Regions from separate parts of the Mus musculus genome. Here region 2 is linked to region 1. Evidence: chromatin contacts called from public HiChIP or PLAC-seq data. All regions are on one chromosome and are shown on one strand. The core of a region is the stretch at or near the end of the contact, and the rest is flanking DNA. Distances in the headings are between cores, read along the strand shown.

Evidence for each region. HiChIP or PLAC-seq counts read pairs in DNA pulled down with a chosen protein or histone mark.
Region 2: an H3K4me3 HiChIP or PLAC-seq map of embryonic stem cells shows a contact between it and region 1, with 19 read pairs. The contact joins two enhancer-like sites. A contact is called at or near these places in 2 of 15 datasets of contacts at CTCF or cohesin (the NIH/3T3 cell line and large pre-B cells), 3 of 484 Hi-C or Micro-C datasets (bone marrow-derived macrophages, embryonic stem cells and pre-pro-B cells) and 10 of 115 datasets of contacts at active chromatin or transcription factors (differentiating embryonic stem cells, embryonic basal ganglia, embryonic forebrain and 5 more).

Annotation. Positions count from the first base shown.
Region 1 is chr11:88,325,376-88,330,821 of GRCm38.p6, reverse strand. No RefSeq gene overlaps it. Among named protein-coding and RNA genes, the nearest start is that of Mir378b, 25 kb to the left of the region's middle. Within about 2 kb of position 3,566, at least 7 of the 459 cell types and tissues checked have an H3K27ac peak or open chromatin away from gene starts, as enhancers often do.
Region 2 is chr11:88,818,861-88,823,870 of GRCm38.p6, reverse strand. No RefSeq gene overlaps it. Among named protein-coding and RNA genes, the nearest start is that of 4930556N13Rik, 30 kb to the left of the region's middle. Within about 2 kb of position 2,795, at least 54 of the 459 cell types and tissues checked have an H3K27ac peak or open chromatin away from gene starts, as enhancers often do.

The DNA of each region.
Region 1 (5,446 bases), core at 2,317-4,816:
TATCCATTCGGTGGTGTGACTGACTCTCTGGAACAGCAGACCAAATTTAATTATTTTTTTCTCAGAACCCAAATTCTATCCTTTCCTGCCCCTTAACCCAACCCGTCAGTGGTCTGTGTGATTCGACAGTTGTCTCAGGCTCTGCGGCAGGTAGTGGTCTGTCCCCTGTGTCCTCACAGAGATGCCTTCTCTGGTGACACAGTGGCTAGCAATGGTCCTCCCCTGTCTCCATCCATGCACCACAGCTGTCAGAGTGTGCATTCTGCCCCATGAGACTGCACCACCTCTCTGGGCTTTCTGGTGACTATGTGGTGACCAAAATGGCTTCCCACCATTTTTGGCTGGCTTCCCTTCCACCAAAGCCTCAAAAAAAACCCAGCCAACCGTGGGCTGAAAAAACCTGAAACCCAGAGCCAAAATAAATCTTGCTGGCTTTCATTTTTCCTGAAATGAAATGCATTTTGTCACCATGACAGAAAAACTGACTAGTATAAGGCAGACTCTGCCCAAATACTTACACATCCAAATGTGTACATAACAAAACACATTATTTTGTTATAATTGCTTTCTATTTCTTATTCATATTATGTGCTTTGCATTAGTGTACCTGGACAAAAGATTTTTGAAAATGTATGCCTTATGGCTTGACTGTGAAGTGTCCCCATAAGTTACATGTTAAGCTTCTTGGTCCCTGGCTGATGGCACCGTCTGGGACATTGTGGAACCTTTAGGAGACGGAGCCTCGCTGAAGGAAGCGGGCTTTGAGGTTTTATAGCCTAAGCTTGCCCTCTGCCCAATCTGTGGTTCCTAGACAACCAAGCAATCTCACCCACCTCCCACCAGCACAGCCACATACCACTCTGACCACCAAGCCTTCCCTGCAATCGTGGGTTGTACCCTCAGTGAGCCCAGGACCTGGGGTGTAATTCAGTTGGTAGGAGCAGGGAGAGCACTTGGCTGTCATTTACAGCGCCCTGGGTTTGAGCCCCAGCACTGCATAAACTGAGTGTGGTTGTGAGCTGTGGGTGCAGGAAACTAAACTTGGGTCTTTTGCAAGAGCAGCAAGCACTATTACCAGCCACGCCATCCCCTCAGACCCCACAAGCTTCTTACCAAGTACTCAGTTACAATGGGAAAAGGATCAACTAATATGATGTGTCCATCAATGACGTGTGAATTTTCTTTGAGGCTAGTAAAGAGAACATTAAATGCCTTTATGTAAAGAAGTGTTACGTCTTGTAGAGTTGAGAAACGTGGGCTCATTCAGTACCTGTCTGCTGATCCAGCCTCACGACCTATGCCTCTCGCCAACAACAAGGCTCCCTGGACCCCAGCATCTATAACACAAACCACCATGAACACGACAACGTGGATGCCCCCATCTGCTGACCTACCTCCCTGCCAAAACCTGCACTGCCCCCCCCCATGCTTCCTGAAGCACACAACAGACCCTTAGGTTGGAACCATCCACCCACCTTTCTGCTTGAGCCCCAGTGCACCTTGGGAGCCATAACTCCATGGGGTGGGGGTCAACAGTAACACGGCTGCCCCCAGGTGATGTTAGACGTGTGATATGTTTAGTGTATATGAGCGTGGTGTTTAAGCTCACTTTCCTTACAAGGCATCCCACGATTAGAGATGCACCAGAGTCCAGGGGTCTCAGGATGGCAATGCCCCTGCTCCACTCAGCTCAGAAACTCCAGGCTGCCTCCTCCCATAGGATTGGTCTGTCGACTCATGTGGCAGCGTGCCAACATTCCATATGCTCCATTATCCAAATGTCCAATCTGCCAAGAACATGTTCAATAGAAACTTGCTTTTTATAATGAAAGTTTTCAGCACCGTGCATCCAGCGAAACCAATGTAATGGCCTTGGGAGATTTCTGTGGAACTGCACAGCTCCTGTCTGCCTGTTCAGTTTGGCTTTCTCACAATAGATGGAGGTGGGCCAGCAACGCACATCCTCTGCTGAAGAAAGAGCGACAAGCCAACGTAGAGCTTAGCTTAGGGCTCCTAACCTGGCTCAAAACTAAGCCCTGGGACCTGGGTGGGGCTGGGGAGGAGGAGGAGCAGAAAATGAGTTAGAAGCCGGGCAGTGGTGGCTCACGCCTTTAGTCCCAGCACTTAGGAGGCAGAGGCAGGCAGATTTCTGAGTTCGAGGCCAGCCTGGTCTACAGAGTGAGTTCCAGGACAGCCAGGGCTACACAGAGAAACACTGTCTTGAAAAACCAAAAAAAAAAAAAAAAAAAAACAGGAAGGAAGAGGAGGAGGAGGAGGAGGAGGAGGAGGAGGAAGAGGAGGAGGAGGAGAAGAAGAAGAAGAAGAAGAAGAAGAAGAAGAAGAAGAAGAAGAAGAAGAAGAAGAAGAAGAAGAAGAAGAAGAAGAAGAAGAAGAAGAAGAAGAAGAAGAAGAAGAAGAAGAAGAAGAGAAAGGAAGAAGGGGAAGCAGCAATTTCTGGGGCAGGAGAGATGGCTCAGTGGTTAAGAGCACTTGTTGCTCTTGCAGAGGACTTGGGTTCAATTCCCAGCACCTACATGGCAACTCCCAACCATCTGTAACTATAGTTACAGGGGATCTGATACCCTTTTCTGACCTCAGGTTCCAGGAATGCATATGGTACACAGACATGCATATTTGCAGGCAAAACATTCATACTCACAAAATAATAAAATGAATTTTTTAAAAAAGGAAGAAAGAAAGCAACGTCTTGGGTGAGCAAACTTGCTAATGAAGGAGCTACTTCCAGGAAACCAGCTCTGGTATCCCTTCAAGGGTACAGGTGATGCTCATAGTGAAAGGGTCTCTAAGCCACGTTGTGACAAAATGTCTGATGAAGGAAGAGGTGTCTAAAAGACTGAGGGGCTAAAGGGTTGATCAAGGTAAATCTAATTCCCCTGAGGGACCTATCTGGAGACAGAACTCAGACCATCACTGAGGCGACACATCTATGCGGTTTTCAGGCCGCAGAGCGCTGATCAGAATCCCTGAGCCCCTCTCTTGGTTCCCTGAGGTTGGAAGAGATTTCAAGCCTGTTCCACTTTGTCCCGTGCATCAGTCACAAAGCTTCAGAAACCTTCGGCTCTTGGGCTGAAAGCCAGGTGCCTTGTCTTCCCTACCACTGCTTCTGGGAAGTCCTTCATGGAGTGGGGTGTTGATCGGTGGTGTGGTTGCCTGACCTCCATGAGGGCCTGGGTCTGCAGCACCAGGGTAGCTGAGCTGGGGAAGTTTTCTAAAGATCCCACAGGCTTTGATAGGTGGGAAAAAAAAGTCCTGAAGTCCTCCACTGAGCTGTCTCCAAGATACAAACTGCTTGCCTTGGTCTTCTGCCTTCCTCCCCAGCCCTCTTTCAAAGAATCAAAGGGGCCTTTTGTATTCTCCATCCCCCTCCTCCCAGGAGCCTTCAAGGTGAACCAACTTGGTGAGCCAGCTTCCAGCTCCTGAGCCTGCCATTCTGCAGAGGGAGGAGGCTGGCAAGCCATTTGGAGCCGAGGTATGTAAGCTTCACACAGAGCTGTCCCTGGAACCCTGCTCCCTCCACAGGAGCACTCAAGGCAGCCGGCCACCAGGGGAATCAAGTGACAGCCACACTCCAGGGGACTGAGCTGGCTGAGACTGAATTCTGTGGAGTGATCTATAGTGACAGAGGAGCCTTTAGTGTGGGACACTCGGCAGGGGGCAGGTTCGGGCCATTTAACTTCAGAGGGGCAGAGAATGCCAGGACTAGCCACCTGCTCTCCTCCAGTGGGAGCACTATAGTCAATTACCTCCTAATTCCTTTCTTCTCTTCCTATTCTAGAAGCTTCTAGTGACCTTCTGTTGCCATGGTCCTTATTTTTAAGGTGGATTGTGCCCACTCAGAACCTCCTTTACTTCCATAGTGTGCCCAGGGCACACTTTACAGAGAACTGTTTGCTCTCTCCTAAACCCTAGTCCAGAGGCTCAGGCTACACCTACTGCCAGCAGCAGCTTCTTCACACCCACGCCTGTGCAACCTCAGGCTCTTGCCTGTGGCTCAAGTCTAAGCGCTGCCTCTGGGGAAACCTAAGCAACCTAGGGAAGATGTGAGCATCCCCCTTGCTGAGCTCCCCAAGCTGTGTCACCTTTGCCACAGCACTGTCCCCTCTGGAAGACAAAGATGTCAGGTGTCTCCAGTTTCTGAACCTGCCATGCTCTCATCCCAGAGCCTGGCAGAGGGCAGGCTCTCATCGAAAACACGTTGAATTTAACTAAATTTGGTTTGCTTCTTCCCAAATAAATCTCACTAGGTTGGGATTGTACAGAGATTTAGAGATGATGAAAGAGTGAACAGTGGTGAACTCCGCAAATCCAGTTTTATCCCTTGGTTAACAACGTGATTAGAATATAACCCAAACACCATATGGTTCGCCCATTTTTGTATGAAAAAGCACAATCCAGTGTCTTTCAGTAGAGTCACAAGGTGGGAAGACATTGCGCCACAGTCTATTTAAGATACTTTCGTCCATCCCCCCAAAAGATACTACCAGGACTCACCCCTGTTCACCCTCCCCCTGCCTTAGTAACCTACTAACCTATTTTCTATGTCTGTAAATGGCTCTGTCAGAGACATTCCACCCCAGTGGAATCATGATGCATGATCTTTAGTTCCTAGATTATTTCACTTAGTGTAATCTCTTCTGGGCTTATCCTTGTTGGGTCATGAATCAAATTTCACTTCATTGTTACATAATATTCCACTTCACTGGATATACAATATTCCCTTTCCTTATTATATATAGATGGATTTTTAAGTTGTTTCCACCTTTTTTTGCCATTATAAGCAGCTTTTTTAATTTTAAACTAATTTACTAAGAACTTGTTCTTTCAGAGGACTTGGGCTTGATTCCCAGAGCCCAAAGCTCATAACCATCTGTAACTCCTGCTTCTGAGGATAGGGATCTAACTCCCTCTTCTAACCTCCACAGGCACCAGACTCTCAAGTGGTCAAGAACATACATGCAAGCAAAATACTCATATACATAAAAATAAGTAAGTCTATGAAAGTAATTAAGTAATTTTAGATGTAAAATCTGATTTTGTAAGAGCAGTAGCAAAGAACAATTTAAGAGTGAAGACAGGTAAGGTACTAGATAGCCACACCCCTGTGTGTGCACACCCACAGAATATGTACACACACCTAGTGTGTACATGCACCTATGCACACATACATACATGTTCATATATATGTACTGCCTGCACACGCACACTCAGTACATGCACACACATGCATACACATACACACATAGCATTTTAATATATTTCCCATAGCAACATTCTTCTACATAAGCACGAAATAGCCATCAAAATTAAGAAATTAACATCCAGAGCTGGAAAGATGGCTTAGCACCAACTGACCTTCCAAAGAGTTCAGATTTGGTTCCCAGCACCCACATGGCAGCTCCCAATCTCCTTTAACTGTGATCCCAGG
Region 2 (5,010 bases), core at 1,546-4,045, 490 kb before region 1:
CCACCTGCCTCTGCTCCCCTGGTGCTGGAATTAAAGTTGTCCGTCAGCACCCCCTGGTTGACTTTGAGCTTTCAACCTTCCCATTTCGATCTCCCAACTGCCAGGCTGGGATTACAGGTGTGACCACTATATCCAGTTCAGGTCATGCTGGAGAGAGAACCTAGGGTTCCGAGTGTGCTCTGATAAGTTCTCCCCAACAGCCACGTCCTCAGGGTTGTCCAGTTACTTCTAAAGTGGTGTGCTTCCCCCTGGGTTGAGACAACATGGAATCCTTGGGTCCTGGTTTGGGGTTAGAGCTAATTATTGTGTGATCTGGGTGATGGCCTGCTGTCTGCCATGTGTGCAGTGTTGTGCCTTAGGTCAGATGTATCTGGGGGACAGTTATCAAAATCAGGGTGTGCAGTTTCGTTTCAAAACACCCAGTTTCCTGTTTCATTTCATCCATATTCGGCAGGGCATAGTTTGTAATGGTCTTATTCAGAGGGTGGAAAGAGAGCATTTAAACAGTAAAAGGCCCACCTTAAGAAGTAGAGTCGTAAAAGAGAATGGTTTTTGAAGTGTTTAAAGGAGTGGAATGAAGTCTTGTGCACTCCACAGGGCAGACTGCTGCTATTGTGGTCTATGTCCACTAGATGGCACCACAGCACAAGCTACTACGGGTATCCCCTCCCTTTGCCTCATCCCAGAAAACAGGTTCTCCAAGCACTTGTCTCAGTATTAAACTTAACAGGAATGCAAATCCCCAGCTCATACCCGAGACTTACTGACCGAGAACCGTGTAGCACTTTGTCCACGTAGTTTAGATGCAGACTTAAGTTTGAGAGCCACTGTCCTAGAATCAACCTTGGGGTAGCTTGGGAAGATACCTGTAGTACGCCAAAAGCGCTTGCTGGGGAGGGAATGAGGAGGTGCGTGGGGGGCGGGGCGGGGTGAGGAGGGGAGGGAGGGTGGAAGACAGTCAATGGTGCAGGTATATTTAGTGCCAAGGAGCTGCTCCAAAATCAGAGAGCTGATATGGACTAGGGGGCAAGACTGGATTTCTCCCAAGTCGGGGAAGTAGAGGAGAGAAAAGAGGGCTCTTCAAAGAGATCCCCTCCCTTAGGGCGCCAGATCATGGGCTAGGAGCTGAATCATAGGCTGAGTTCTCTGCCGGGAGCCCCAGGGCAGCTGTGTCCTCATTGTGGCTGTTCATCTCAGCCTGTTCTGAAATTTCACCAACCTACTACTGTGTTAATGGATTGAAATCTTGCAACCCTCCCAAGACGACCCAGGAAAATGGATGCTAAGAATCAAAAAGAAGCTTGAGACGGGGTGGGAAAATCACTAGTGAATTAAAACCTTATTTTTGTCTTTTCGATCCTATCTGTACCCTCAGGGAAGGCCAGTGCAGAATGAATTCATCTCTCTCTCTCTTTTTTTTTTTTTACACAAAAATTCCTTTTGCAGGTCGCAGCTGAGGCTTCACAGGGGCGACATACCATGCAAATATGTATTTTTTTTTCAGTTATGATGTATACAGTTTTTAGTTTGATTTATTTTTGGTGTCAGAAACAAAATGGAAGTTAGCTCTTTAAAAATGAGTGTGGCTGGCTGAATAAATAAATAATATGCTCTTGGCCAGTACCTGCCAGTACCTCCTTAATTGCCCATTGATTCTTTAATTCTCTGCCTTTCACCATCTACGAAATTAAGAGGCCACAGAGCATGGAGATGTCTTTTGCCAAACAACTAAAAGAATCAGAGGTTTTCGAAGGTCTGGTTCTTCCTGGGGGGCTTTTACCTAGCATTGAGGGGCACAAGTTACCCAAGGATGGAAGCCTGGTGTCCTGCTTGGACCCTTCCCAGGCTTCTGTACCGTCACTTGGCTTTCCAGCCACAAACATGTACTGTGTCCACTCTGGCGGGCCACCAGTGGCAGCAGGGACCCGGTTGTCCCTCCTCGTGGTCTCTGGAGGTTGGGTGGTCTGTCATGGTCTCTCTCCAGCAAACGCTGCCGTTCAGAGTGTTCACACTCCTCCGATAGCCCCAACCACGGGTCCTGGGAGCTGGCTGCCTCCTTTCTGCCAGGGGAGATGTTCCAGGAAGCTCTCCTTTATCCCATTTCTGGAACCACCAACCAATCTCCCCTCCCTCGGAAGTCTCCTGGCATCTATCTAGCCTCCTCTTCTCCCTTTCCTTCCCGTCAAGGCACAGAGGCCTGTGTTCTCATCGCAGGCTGTCTCCTAGGACCCTTCTCCAGGGTGCACTCTTCCTCAGGATGCTACCCTGCAACGCCTTCCTCCAGGGCATGGCTCTGAGCATTCACACCCCTCTGTAAGCTGCTACACCGGGTGGGGTAAGGACAGGTCGTGCCAGCTGCTTCTCTGTAGAAGTCTCTTAAATGGGTCTGCTTCCATGGTCTAGGGTGGGGCCCTCTCTGTTTCTCTGGGTTCATAGGACTCGTCATTTCTTCCACCCTGGAGACACAATGCCAGTTGCCTCTGCCTTTCTCCTATCCTGGAGTCTCCATGAATGCGTACTTGGTTACTGTTGGTGTCCCCATGAGAACGTCTACTCTGGGCTGGGAGCCCAGGCAAGGATACCCCGCCGGGAGCAGGGGGACCTTGCCTTTTGCCTCTGGACCCCTCAGCGGCCCCTCCTCTCTGTTCTCGTGCTCCTCTCTATCTGCATCTTCCTTGAATTAGAATTCTCACTCTTCCACTTATCAAGTCAGCATCGCGCGCCTGCCTGTCTCCGCCACTGTCAACATCCGCGCTCCCAAGTCTCCAGCAGCCTGAGCTCAGGGCCGCCCCTCTCTCTCTGGCAATTACGATTCCTTCCCTGGCTCACGTCGGAAGTCTTTGTTCTTCTCCCTGAACATTCAAGTTAATTTCTACTGACTGTTTATTCAGCCTTTGTACTGGCTGGCTTGCTACTTAGTCAGGAAACGAGGCCCTCCGAGGCAAAAGCACGGGGATGCGTGGGGACTCAGAGCAACAGTTTAGGACAGGAAGTAAGACACTTCAGAGGAGGAGGGCGCTAGACAGGAATTCCCAGGGCCATGGGACCAGGACTGGGATCATGATCTTAGGGAGGGGAGTGGGAAGGGAAGCAGAGGAGGGGAGAGGAGGGGAGGGGACAGGGAAGGAGATCAGGGGAAGGGTGGGGGTGAGGAAGGGAAGCAGGGGAGGGGACAAGAGAGTTAGCCTCAACTCAGGCCCTGCTTTTCATGGTGGTGGGGGCGGGGGGGGGGAGAAGTGTGCATGTAAATACACTTGCAGACAGGTGCACTCCACTTACTTAGAGACCTGCTGTGTGGGAGACCAAAGACAACGAAACCAAACAGCATTAGCAGTCCTGGCTTGCCTTCCATGTTAGCCTTTTGTTCTATCAAGCATTTGAGAGTTTAGGAGGGGGGCTTAGGCCTGCAAAACACCCCTGCGCTGGAGGGACAAAAGAAGGGATCCCGTAGGGAGGGGCAGCGAGGAGGGAGGAGAAAGGAAGGGGAGTAGAAGATGGGTGATGGGTAAGGAGAGACCACTGGACCGAGGAGAAGGTCCTGTGCAGGTGCTGGCTGGTGGGAGCAGCCTCAAGCCTAGTGGTTTTTAGTTAGTTTTTGTTGTTGTTGTTAAGAGACATTGTTGCTAAATTTCCCAGACTGTTCTCAAACAAAGAATCTCCTGCTTCAGTCTTCCTGAGTAGATGGTATTATAGGTGCTTTCAGTGAGCCTGGCGGCAATCTCTGTCTCTCTGTCTCTGTCCCTCTCTCTCTGAATAACCGATATTGATAGATATATGTGATAAAGACGAGATAGATAGATATAATATAAATATATAAATAGAGATGATATAGTTGTAATATAGCTATAGCTATAATAGATATAGATATAGTTATAATAGATATAGGCAGAGATGTAGATGTAGATACAGGTAGGTATGGTCCTACTATTTAGGCCTGGCTAGGCTAGAACTTGCTATGTAGATCAGAATGGTGAACTTGTCCTCCTGCTTCTGATTCCTGACTACTGGAGTGTGCCACCATGCCTGGCAGCAATCTCTTTAAAATCCAGTGGAAGGTGTTTGCAGCCTTGGCTGACCTTGAACTTTTAATCTTCCTGCCTCAACCTCTGGAGTACTGGGACTCCAGGTGTGTACCACCAAAGGCCCTGGGCTCTGATCCCAGCCCGGCAAAAGTGAACAGATGGATGGGTGTTGTCTTAGGGTGACCATTGCTGTGGTGACACGCCCTGGCCAGAAGCAACCTGGGGAGCAAAGGGCTTTTTGGCTCGTGCTTTCAGATGGCTGCTCATCACTGGAAGAGATCAGGACAGGAGCTCAAGCAGGCCAGGAACCTGGAGACAGGGGCTGATGTGGATGCCATGGAGGAGGGCTGCTTACTGGCTTGCTGCCCATGGCTTACTCAGCCTGCTTTCTTACAGACCCCAGGACCACCAGCCTGGGGATGGCACCGCCCACAATGGGCTGAACCCACCCTCCATCAATCATTAATTAAGGAAATGTCCTACAGGCTTGCCTATATCTCAGTCTTATGGAAGCATTTTCTCTTTCTCTCTCTACTCTCTCTCTCTCTCTCTCCAGGGTTTCTCTGTGTAGCCCTGGCTGTCCTGGAACTCACTCTGTAGACCAGGCTGGCCTTGAACTCAGAAATTTGCCTGCCTCTGCCTCCGAAGTGCTGGGATTAAAGGCGTGCACCACCTTGCCCGGCATGGAAGCATTTTCTTAAACGAAGTTCTTCCTCTCAGATGACTCGTAACTTTTGTCAAGTTGACATAAATCCATCTAGCACAGTAAATAAACTTTTTAACTTTATGTTTATTTAGACAATTATTTTACTTTTCTTTTATTTATGTATACTATGTTGACGAGCCTAGTCTTGAATTACTAGAAATCCACCTGTTTCTGCCTCCACAATGCTAGGATTAAAGGTTTTTGCTACCATACCCAGTGAATACATTTATTTTAAAAAGTATAATGAGGGGGCTGGTGAGATGGCTCAGCAGGCAAAAGCAC